2 separate regions of the Gossypium hirsutum genome follow, and region 2 is linked to region 1. A link is a contact called in public Hi-C data. All regions are on one chromosome and are shown on one strand. Each heading gives the region's core, a stretch centred on a gene start, on an enhancer-like site or on the middle of the called end of the contact. The rest is flanking DNA. Distances are from core to core; before and after follow the strand shown.

Region 1 (5,719 bases), core at 2,193-4,692:
TCGTTGATGCTTATTTTCTTTGATGCACTGCACTACTGCTCATGTCAGAAGTCATCTTTCTCAGGTTAAAGCAGTTGTGATAGGTCTTGGTGCGGGCTTACTTCCTATGTTTCTTCATGGATGTATGCAATCTATGCAAATTGAGGTAATTCTTACGTTACCCTGTCAAAGACATGTTAAACTGTCTTTCAAAAGGAATTGCTTTGTTAAAAATTTTATTGAATCTTCTGATTGATTTTGAAGTTGACTTCACTTGATGGAAATAGTGCAATGGAATTTTTATGCACAGGGAGTGGAGCTAGATCCTGTTATGCTTAACCTTGCAAGAGACTATTTTGGTTTTACTGAAGATAAACGAATGAAGGTAACTGACTGTATCTCAGTGCATTTTTAGTTTGAAGTGATTAATCCTTTCCTGAAAAATTAGTACCATTGTCACTGAATAGCTTGTTTCCAATAATTATCAAATTGTTTTTGTTTCATCCTTAAACCTGGCTTCAATATAACTCAACTTGGGAAATATTCTTGATTCATAATTTGACCTTCATAGGCGTTTATGGTCAATGATGCCAAACCTTCCAATTATTGTCATTAGAGGCTGGATTGTTTGGTCTAATTAGGAAACCTGTGAGGCCCTGAATATTATCAAGCCTTAACTGAAAGTTTCTTATGAACTTTCTTAAACCCTCTTAGGTCAATTGTCTAACTACACACAAATATTTATGTTATTATCAAGACGTCAGCCGTATAGGAAGTATCTTCAATGTCTTAGGTATAATAATAAAAGTTGGAAAAGATAGAATGAATATGGTAGGAAATTTATCTGTTTCACCTTTTCAAGAATGCATTTGTAAAAGAATTGTAAGATGACAGATATAATATATATTTTAAATAGAGCTTCAAATATTTTCGCCTTCCAATTTTTTAGGTACATATTGCTGATGGCATCCAGTTTGTCCGGGACTACAGAAACTTATTTTCAGCTGGCAATGAAGTGCTCCTTTCTTCCAACGGAAGTTGCAAACTTTCAGATGCTGAAAGCAGAAGTACCGCTATTGACATAATTATTGTTGATGTGGACTCTTCTGACTCAAGGTGAATTGCTCTATTAACGGCTACAACAATTGTTGTTGCAAAGCGGAAAGCTTTTAAATACATCTTTTAATCACCTCTGTTGTATTGTCTTTATAGCTCTGGACTGAGATGTCCTGCTGCTGATTTTGTGGAAGATTCTTTTCTTCAAAACGTAAAAGATACTCTTTCCGAGCAAGGTCTCTTTGTTATTAATTTGGTCTCAAGGTCTCCTGCCATCAAGGATGCAGTTGTCTCAAGGATGAAAGAGGTGAGATTAAGAACATAAATACTCGCTAATCAAAGTTCATCTCTTGTTTCATGGTTCTATACTCTCTCTATAAATCTAATGTAAATATATTTAAAAGCTTCTTATTACTATTTATTTCTATGTTGGTCCGACTCTTTTTTCCTTAAGTACCCATGTCCGACCTTTATCTTTACATGGATTCAAGGATATGACCCTCCTAGGAATGTTTACTGCATCCCATGTAGTCTAATGCTACTATTTATTTTTATAAATTTAACTTCGTTGATTGTTTTAACCATCGGGAACTTATTATGTGGATTTAAGAATTTAGAAAGCTAACAGTAGTTCTTGGATTAACTAATTTTTCGTTCTCCATGCTTACAACATTTATGTAGCATCGAACCATGCAAATCTCATTGCAATTTGGTTATGTTATGCTCATCATTCAGGTTTTTAGCCACTTATTTTGCATTCAGCTGGAGGGAGAGGTCAACCTAGTACTTTTCGGTCTTTGTTCGGAGTCTCACATTGAGGAGGATTGCATACCTGATGCTGCCCTTAAACTTGATAAATTGCTCAAGTCCGAACATCCCGAGATAAGCCAGAGCATCACAGATGCAGCAAAGAAGCTCAAACGTTTAAAGTGAAGACCGTTTGATAACAAAGTTTCCCCTTTAATGTATTCTCAAGTAACTCGAGAGCAAGCTTTTGCAGATTTTGAAGCAAATGGCATTGAAACTGGGTGACTGAAGATTGCACCACAGAATGAGAAAAGTCCGAGGTGGGTTTTTATTTCTTTTCTTTGAATGGTATGCATTCTTACCATTAAATATCAATGTTCAAACTTTTTGATGTTGTAAAACTATATAACATATGGATTTTAATGTACAATTTCATTTTCATCTAACCTTTTCTTAATATAAGTTAATTATGTTTATGCATAATATAATTCTCAAGTTATATATTGATTTTAGTAAATTCATATAAGAACATTTTATTATTAAGAATTTTATGAAATTATATATCACTATATAATTATATTTAATATTAATTATTTTAAATTGTATAAATTCATATAAGAAAATTTTTATTATCAAGAATTTTATGAAATTATATATTATTATTAAATTATATGTAATAATTATTATTTTAAATTATACAAATTCATAAACTATAATCATATTAGTTATAATAATTTTAAATTTTATTAAATCATATATTTAATTAAATCATATTAGTTATAATCATATATTATGATTTGAGTAAATTCATATAAGAATATTAATTATTAAGAATTTTATTAAATTATATATTTTAATTATATTATATTTAATAATAATTATGTTATTTTATATTTTACAGTATCATATATTATGGTTTGAGTAAATTCATATAAGAATATTAATTATTAAGAATTTTATTAAATTATATATTTTAATTAAAATATATTTAATAATAATTATGTTTAAATATGATTAAATTATTTATTATTGATATTAATCTTATTAAAATTTAAATAAAATAATTTACCAAAACAAATTTCTGCTAATTATTAAGAATTTTATTAAATTATATATTTTAATTAAAATATATTAAATAATAATTATGTTTAAATATGATTAAATTATTTATTTTTGATAATAAATAATCTTATTAAAATTTAAATAACAATAACAATAATCATTTACCAAAACAAATTTATGGTAAGGGTATTCTGGTCATTTTAGTTTTCTCCATTATACTATTACACCTCTATTACATTCAACCAAACACAGTTTTACTATTACGCCTCTATTCCATTACATTCAACCAAACAGTTGATTTGCTATTACACCTCTATTCCATTACACCTCTAATCCAATCCAATACACCTCTAATCCAATACAGCGAACCAAACGTGCTCTAAAGGACAAAACGAGTGATCATACCAAACAAAAACAAACAAACAAACAAACCAGTTACAGGTCTGTGTGCGTGTGTGGGAAGGAACCAGCTGAATTGACTGTTTCTAATCCAGTTGGATCTTTTATCTGCTTTGTACTAGGTTGTATACTTGTAATTCTACTGGTAAATTTGAATAAGGATTTAACCATAATCAACTCTAACCCTTTTCTTTAGTTAACCCCTACCCTACTGAACCCTTTAAATTGGACTCCTCCTCCCCTTCCTTTCTCATCAACCTTGGCTTTGGCGCTCAATTTCAACTTTGAAAACTCCAATTCACTTCTCACTCGTTTTCTTTTCCTTTCATTTCTTTTGCTTCTTTTTACAACACCAAAAGCGATTGTTTCGGAGACATACTGGATAACACTGCAAAACAAAAGTCTTACTGTATTTCTTTATTGTCACTTTGTTTTTAGAAAGAACAAGATATGGCGGCAAACGGAACCGGATTGCCAATGGCAAGGAAGCCGTTGGCGAAGATTGTTACGGATGATAAGCAGGGAAACGGGATGTGTCACGATGATAGTGCAAAAGGCGTTAAGGCTCAGACTATTGATGAGCTTCACTTTTTGCAAAAGAAGAGATCTGCGCCAACTACGCCTCTCGAAGGGAACCAGGGTGCCTTCGCTAGCTTGCCCGACGACGAGCGCCGCAGGCAGCAGCTTCAGTCCATCAGGTACTCATGCAACTGCTCTCCAACACTTAAATTATTTTCTTATCATCCTAAAGAATTAAGATGGTTATTTAAAAAATAGTAGTAATATGAAGATCATCTTAGGGGGACACACAGCGATCAGTGATTTTGTTTTTAATTGAGTTTTTAAACAGTGCATCTTTGGCGTCGCTGACGAGAGGGACAGGCCCCAAGGTGGTAAGGGGAGATCCAGCAGCGAAGAGTAGTCAAGCGGTGGAGCATGTGGCGCACCGCCACCACCACCACGTGGAAGCACCCGCCATCAGCGTCAGTGACGACAGTTCTTTGAAATTCACCCATGTTTTATACAACCTCTCCCCTGCAGGTATACATAACATCACATGATAAAGTAACATAACGTTATGTAAAAAAAAAATGGGTATTGTTTGTGTGCAGAGTTGTACGAGCAGGCTGTAAAGTATGAGAAAGGGTCTTTTATCACGTCGTCAGGTGCATTAGCCACCTTGTCAGGAGCCAAGACGGGGCGGTCTCCGAGAGATAAGAGGGTTGTTATGGATGACACCACCCAAAATGAGCTTTGGTGGGGAAGGTAAGTGTATGTATAACTGTAATGAATTATAGAAAAATTGAAGGAACAATTGAGGGGAATTGCATGGCAGGGGCTCACCCAACATTGAGATGGACGAGCATACCTTTCTTGTTAACAGGGAAAGAGCTGTTGATTACTTGAATTCCCTCGACAAGGTCAACTTTTTTTTTTCTTTTAAAACTTTATTTCATTTAATAATAATAACTGTAATGAAATCTGATTGATGGTAATTGGATGTATATGATTATCCAGGTTTTTGTGAATGATCAATTCCTAAACTGGGATCCACAGAACAGAATTAAAGTACGGATTGTCTCTGCTAGAGCTTATCATTCATTGTTCATGCACAACATGTAAGTAAAAGCTAAGAAATTTAAAAAATATATGTGCATCATTTGTTGAGTTCTATGATTCAAATAGAAGAACCCCATGGAGGAATTAAGATAGAAAAGGTTGGTAAAAGCTCTAGTGTAGAAATGGATGAATTGTGGGGTGGTTGGCAGGTGTATCCGACCCACTGATGAAGAGCTGGAGAATTTCGGTACTCCGGACTTCACCATATACAACGCCGGACAGTTCCCTTGTAATCGTTATACACACTACATGACATCTTCCACTAGCATAGACCTTAATCTTGCTAGGAAGGAAATGGTCATCCTTGGCACTCAATATGCCGGGGAGATGAAGAAGGGTCTTTTCAGTGTCATGCATTATCTCATGCCTAAGCGTCAAATCCTCTCCTTGCATTCTGGCTGCAATATGGGAATAGATGGAGATGTTGCCCTCTTCTTCGGACTGTCAGGTATGTAGTGTCATCGGTTCAAGGTCTTAGTCCTTACTTTGTTCTTGAAGCCTTAATAAACTTGTTTTGGAAGAAAAGGATTTAAGTCACTCATGTGTTTAGTTGGATAACTTTCTTAATAGGTACTGGCAAGACTACGCTGTCTACTGATCACAACCGGTATCTGATCGGAGATGATGAGCACTGTTGGAGTGACTATGGCGTGTCAAACATTGAAGGAGGTTGCTATGCCAAGTGCATTGATCTTTCCAGGGAGAAGGAGCCTGATATCTGGAACGCCATTAAGTTTGGCACTGGTGAAAATTCTTTGTGCTCTTTTTTTTCCAGGCTATGTTTTACTGGAATACAGTTGTGGTGCTTGGTTTCATTCTTTTAATTCCTTTGTTTCTGCAGTTTTGGAAAATGTAG
Region 2 (6,456 bases), core at 3,858-6,357, 410 kb after region 1:
GCCATTAGAGAATATGGAAGAAAACAACTCGAAGACACCATGGGAGCCAACTCTAAAGCAAATTTCCATCAAGATTAAAGACCTCTTTTTAATTTCTTTTGAAGTTTTTATGAGTTTCTTTATTTTCTGTGGTTATTCTGTCTTTAAGATGTTTTTATTCACAATTATGAATTAATTTCCTGGATACCTAAGGGAGATGAACCCTACGATGAACTCTATTATTTGATTTCTATCTTATGCGATAAATATTTGATTTTTGTTCTCAGTTACGTGTGCTTATCTCTTATTTTAATATTTCTGGGATATTAATTCATGTTTAACGTGCTTAAATCAGAAGAGGAAAAGTCCCTGTTTAAGAGTAAATCTAGTATAATTGAGTGGAGTTGCATTCAATCCTATAAATAGGACGACATAAATCTACCAAATTAGAGTCAAATCTAATAGGAGAATCTATAGATCGAGTTAATGCGACAATATGGGTTTTAATTAGAAAGAAATTTCAATTAATCAACCTAGAGTCAGTTGCTCTTAGTCTTGAAAGAGATATTAGCATAATTTAGGGATTTCTATGAATCAAGATACCAAGTGAATAAATCGTTTAATTTAGAGTCATAATGATAAATGAAGTCTAGGTGGATTCTTTCCTAGGTATTGTTTCGCTTATTGGTTATTATTCAATTATTTTCTTGATTTATTCTCTATTGAGTTCTTTAGTTAAATTAATTTAGTAATTTTAGTTTAAATCAATAACTCCAATTTCGCCAATTAAATAATTGGAAAACAGTAATTACTAGTACTTTTAGTCCTCGTGGATACAATATCTTTACTCACCATAGCTATACTATTTATCGATAGGTGCACTTGCCTTTGTCGTATTTTTAGTTAGTTCCGTGACACATCAACGGGGTTAGTGAAATGTGAAAATTGAACCATAATTAATGTTTGAGGTATACAAATGCACCAAATTAACATTGCAAATTGCCTTTAATGTTTACATGTTTTTGTCAATTTGACCCTTATTCTTTTTTTGAACTAAATTTAGCCCTCAACCTTTTAAAAAAAAAGTCGAATTATTTTTTTTAATGGAAATATCGACCGAAATATTAAATTTCTAAACATTGTAGCTCGAATGACAATCCAATGTACTTCATGCTAATTTTTTTAATTTTTATGAACTTTTTGTAAGTTTTTTTAAATTTGAAAAATTTTTATATTTTCTAAAATCATTTGTTGACATGGCATATATGTCGAATAGTGCCATGTCAGTATGAAAGTACACTTGGATTGCAGGTTGCCACACTAATATCATTAAAAAAATTAATAGTTTAGTCAGTATTTCCGTTAAAGACTCTTTTTTGAAAGGTTGATGGTAAAATTTAATTCAAGAAAAGAATAATGGACAAATTGATAAAAAAATATAAACGTTGAGGGTTAAATTTGATATTATGTCTTATATTTAGGGCAAATGACTAAAAAAAGTCTTTTTTTTTCAAAAATTACCGAAATGGGCCAATTATTTAATTATTTACCGGAATGGTCCATTTTTCGCGAAATCGTGTCCACGTCAAAACTTATTAAAAATTTGATACAAAATTTTAATATTCAAATTTAAATATATGATATTTTCTGTTAAAAATGGAATATATAATTAAATTTTTTTAGAAAAATAGATTTTTTTTTTAAATTTAGAAAAAGTCAAAATTTGAAGGACATGCATTCCAAATAATTAATGTATTATTTTTATTTTTTGAATAATAATCATATTGGGCTTATATTATCATTAAAACCAAATAACAAAATATAAATCCTGCAAATGGAAAAACAGAAAACGCAAAACCAGAAAACACGGCCCAAACCAGAAACCGAATACATGAATAAAAGGAAAATCTAGAAAATAAAAGTCACCACCATAATACCCAATCAAATCCATTCCTTTCACCCGCCCCAACAAATAATCATTTCCCTTTCCCCAACGATTCCAGAGCTCGGATAGGAAACCAATCTGAAACCCTATTTTCACCAAAGTTCATCCCTCTCCCCTTGTCTCATGCACTTTACCTCTTGCCTCAGTCTGGGTCCCTTTCCCATTTCACTTCCAACGCTCGCTCTGCATATGCAAGAACTCTGCCCACTAGATAAATCGATTCACTTCTCTTTAACGTTTCTGTTGCAATGGTATGTGATAATCCATTCGCCGCTCATATGGTATATTTGAAACTGATACACCGAAAACTGCCTTCTAACTGTTTTATATTGTGAATGTATGCCCCTATAACCAATTTGTCTCGATATTTTGACTTACATTTCTTAATTGTGGTTAATGAATCCCCCTCCAATATAACCTCTTCCCAACCTATTTCTACGCCCATTTCCAACGCCTGATGGCATGCAATGGCTTCAGCGGCGAAAGCGGACAATACTCCGCTATGGGTCTCCGAACGAGATAACAGAACCCGCCCCTTAGCATTCCTTGCGACAGCTCCTGAGGCCGACCGAAAGTTTCGACCGTCTTAAGCTCCATCAAAGTTAATCTTCACGGTAGATCCAGAAGGTTTGCCCCATTCCCCCCCCCCCCGTATTTGCTTTTGGATAAGTCCATTTCTCTGTTTCTGTCATCTCTAAGATAGTTTTCGATAAAACGAGCAATCTCCTTACCTGTTTTAATTTTCCGTTCATGTACCCTGGTATTTCTATCGCCCCAGATAGCCCAAAGCGCACAACAGAAAATACGCTTCTGAGTGGCCGAGCATCCACCAAAAACCCAGGTTCGCCACTAATCAAAACCCATATCTGCTGAGCCTAGAATACAAGTTAACTGTAATTCTGACCATACCTCTATGGACACAGGGCACGCACGAAACACATGGTCTACTGTTTCGGCCTCTCCCCCACACCGGGACAGCATACTTTTTAATGAGCTAACAAAAGTAGGTAGATAGTTCCAAGAGATCCTCCATATTGTAATCTTAATTTTCCCAGGGAGGTTTAGGCCCCATAGCTGTTTATAAAATTCCTTAGTACTGGTCTGTAAAGCATAAGCAGTAGGAACCATAGGAAAGTTCTATAATAGTTTATAAGCTACGTACCAAAAACTCCCCGGATGGCTCACCACTCCACACCATCAGATCTTCATGTGCCTCATGTGCCAGCAGAATTCGAAGGATTCTAGAAGTGTCCACCGTCGCAAAGGTATTAACGATTAATTCTTCTTTAATTCTTCTTTCTATATTCTTTGATTAGCATCAATCAGATCAACAATCATAGAATTTTGCATGCTATTATCATAATTGACTAATCTGTAATTAGCAGCCCCAAGAATCCAAGCTTCATCATTAATTGAAATTTTAACACCCGAACCCACCCTACAACATAATCCCTCTTGCAATACACCCTTCGCAGCCCAAATTCTTTTCCAAGTATAAGATGTAAATTATCTGAAGGCGCATTAATACAATCTAACCTTGGAAAATACTTCGCTTTAAGAACATGGGATAATAATGAATCTGGATGGTTTATCAGCCTCCAACCTTGCTTAGCTAACAAAGCAATATTGAACTTCCCCCTTGTTTCTTTGGCCTACACATTTGACTCCAAGCACACCAATGAATCCCCCTCCCATATCACTTTTGCCGCCAAGATCGTGTCATTATCTTTTCAAGCTACCTACAAAGAGAATTTGGCAATAGAAAACACTGCATATATTGGTATAGCCTGAAGTACCGATTTCTTGTGACAATAACCTTATTCTCCATCCCTCAATTCTTGCTTTAACCCTGTCCTTAAAATTGAAGAAACACTTTTTCCACCTTTCCACTATATTTGGCAACACTAAATACCTCTCCGGGTTATTAGAAAAACGCATCCCCAAAGTGGTCACAGTTTTATTTTTCTCCTCCATGGTATTCGAACTAAAAAAGATTGTAGACTTATCGAAATTCATGCATTGTCTTGAACATCGTTCATATTCTTATAAAATTCCTTTCACAACTAAAGCTCATCTGATCGATGCCTCGTCAAAAATAATACTATCATCCCCAAAAAGCATGTGCGAGATTTGAGGGCCTTACCTACTGGCCTTCGCTTATTGCAAAAGACCATCTTTCATTGCCAACCGCAATAAAGTCGAAAGTCCTTCACCGCACATGAGGAAAAGAAAAGGACCAAGGGGGTCACTTTGACGAAACCCCCCAGAAGGCTTAAAATTCCTCCCCCTTTTCCCATTTACGTTGACTGAATAAGAAACCGAGGAAATACATCACATGATAAGATCAACCCAATCTCTAAATAATTCATTAAACTTAAATTTATAGAATTTGTGATTTATTATATTAGATAATTATTGCTTAAGATGAATACAATTCCATTTTAATTATAGAATCATATTTTTAAAATTAAAATAATTTAATCAACACATTCATTTATATTATGTTTTGATAGAGATATGTTAGTTTGGATTATGATATTAACATTTATTAAGTGTAAATTTATAACAACTTTTATTTGGAACATGCATAAATTTGTCCGAACGATTTAATTACTAGCTTATTGGGCCTCTTTTTTTTTTGAAATAGGGATTTACTTCCTAAAATCAACTTTTCTTTATCTACTTTTGGAACTGAATTAAAAATCTAATTTGATTTTAGAATTGAGATGAGAGATTCAATTTTAATATGCGGGTTAAACTCCAGCTGATAATTCAATTGGGACATTCTTTGCTTGTTTTATGTTGGAATTTGTTTTAGTTTACTTTCAATTATTTTGTTATGAAAAAAATTGATTTTTTTAATTAAATTTGATTCGTATTGTTAGAGCTCGATGATTAAATATGATATTTGATAGGTGAGTGGGAACTTTGCAAGTGTCACACCCCAAGTCTAGCAGATCCAAGATTAAGGCGTGTGGTTGTGTAGTTATCTGTTTGACGTAGTGAAATTCGCCATGTGGAGTCTTTTGGCGAATTTGAACATGGCGTATGGTACCTTTCGTTGAGTAAATAAAGGTTTTAGGTTATTCTGTTATCTAATAGAAGGATATATCAAGCGAAGTATAAGCCATATGAAAGTTATCGCCAAATGTATAGTATGCTTAATTTGTCCGGATACTGTGCTAGTTGGGTTGTAAAGTGGCCTAGTTAGGAACCAACTGGATTAGGTGGTCCATTATATAGGATTCTCATTTATGTTTCTTTCAAAATCTATGAGCCGTCAAGAATGACAAATTTTGGACACAAATTACTTAATGTCAAGTTCCACTAAAGGGGTTTAGGAGTATATATGTGCGTGTGAAGGTTTGTCAGGAAGCTTCTTCTAGTTTCTTTCTTAAATTTAAATATTTTCTTTTCCTCATTAAGTTGGTAGCTAAGGTTCTTGAGTTAATCAGAGATTGTTCCACCTTCTAGTAAGTGATATAGCTCTGCATATTAAGTTTTTGATACAGTAAGGTTGTTAAATGTTATATGAATAATAAGTCATGAATACAAGGCCTTGCATGGGGGTTATTTATGATTGGGATGTTAGCAGATTATCTGTAAATGGATTTTAATGGTGAATATATGTTCTTTAAGCAGTTGTTGCTGTTGAGTCGAGATGGATGCTCGAGTCTAGAGCTTCGAGCTATAGTAAGTGAGTATCAGGTGAGTCTCTATTTTGACTCTTACATGTTAATTGTTTAGGTAAAAGACTTATATATAATGATAAAACTTAAGATAACGGGTGGGTAGGTGAAGCATAGTAAAGATGTTATGTGTGTGACAATATTTTGTATGAACTACTTTGTGAATAGAAAGTGATTAGTAAGTATGCAGGTAAAATTTTTGATATAGGAATGTATGAATCAATTAGCTATGCGTGAACAAATCTGGATAAGTTAATTCTGAGTAAAACATTTTTTGTGATGCCTTTAGTAGGGTAGGTATATTGCTAAGTAGACTGGCAAATCACGATACGAAAAAAAGTGTAAGACCATGTGGTTAAGACCCATGATAATATATGATATGAAAACACTTATGGTGTAGTCTTCAATAAAATGAAAGTTAGATTGACAGATCATGACATGAGAATGTGTGTCTATGTGACTGAAACCCATGACAATATATGATTGTATGAATGTTCATGGTGATGTCTTCGATAATGTGTAGATCGAACTGACAGATCACGATGAATTTATGTATAAGTCAATGAGGGAGAAACCCATGACACTTTTTGTGAAAGTCCGTCGGACAGTAAACACGCGATTCTATATGTTTGTCTGTGTGACATAATCTGCTACACTTTTGTGGCAAGTTTTGTATCATCTTATTGGTGTATTCGATGATATCTATGTGGTAAAATATTATTATCCGCTATTGTGGTAAATTTTGGATAAATTTTGAGAATTATTTGATAGTTAAGTCTATGAAAAGGTTATGATATGTCTAAAGTTAGTTTAGTTGATTTAGTTCTGTGATGTAATCGAATA

What was found. A called contact is a pair of places that touch in the nucleus more often than the background predicts.
Region 2: a contact with region 1 is called in a Hi-C map of leaf, with 3 times the contacts expected there. The contact joins the enhancer-like site here to the promoter of LOC107945321 in region 1. A contact is called at or near these places in 3 of 34 Hi-C or Micro-C datasets (hypocotyl and leaf).

The regions. Positions count from the first base shown.
Region 1 is chrD12:25,273,451-25,279,169 of Gossypium_hirsutum_v2.1, forward strand. LOC107945321 (phosphoenolpyruvate carboxykinase (ATP) 1) reads left to right here and starts at 3,443. Exons shown (of 12, transcript XM_016879279.2): 1 at 3,443-3,941; 2 at 4,094-4,284; 3 at 4,356-4,509; 4 at 4,580-4,664; 5 at 4,762-4,862; 6 at 5,013-5,311; 7 at 5,434-5,607; 8 at 5,705-5,719. The coding sequence starts at 3,694. It overlaps LOC107941066 (eEF1A lysine and N-terminal methyltransferase-like), which reads left to right. Exons shown (of 7, transcript XM_016874586.2): 3 at 65-145; 4 at 290-364; 5 at 929-1,095; 6 at 1,192-1,342; 7 at 1,771-2,063. The coding sequence ends at 1,968.
Region 2 is chrD12:25,685,349-25,691,804 of Gossypium_hirsutum_v2.1, forward strand. LOC107945330 (a long non-coding RNA gene) reads left to right here and starts at 1,735. Exons shown (of 4, transcript XR_001696500.2): 1 at 1,735-2,551; 2 at 2,703-2,765; 3 at 2,848-5,632. Within about 2 kb of position 5,108, at least 3 of the 9 cell types and tissues checked have an H3K27ac peak or open chromatin away from gene starts, as enhancers often do. A contact at or near this core is called in hypocotyl and leaf, where this site is marked.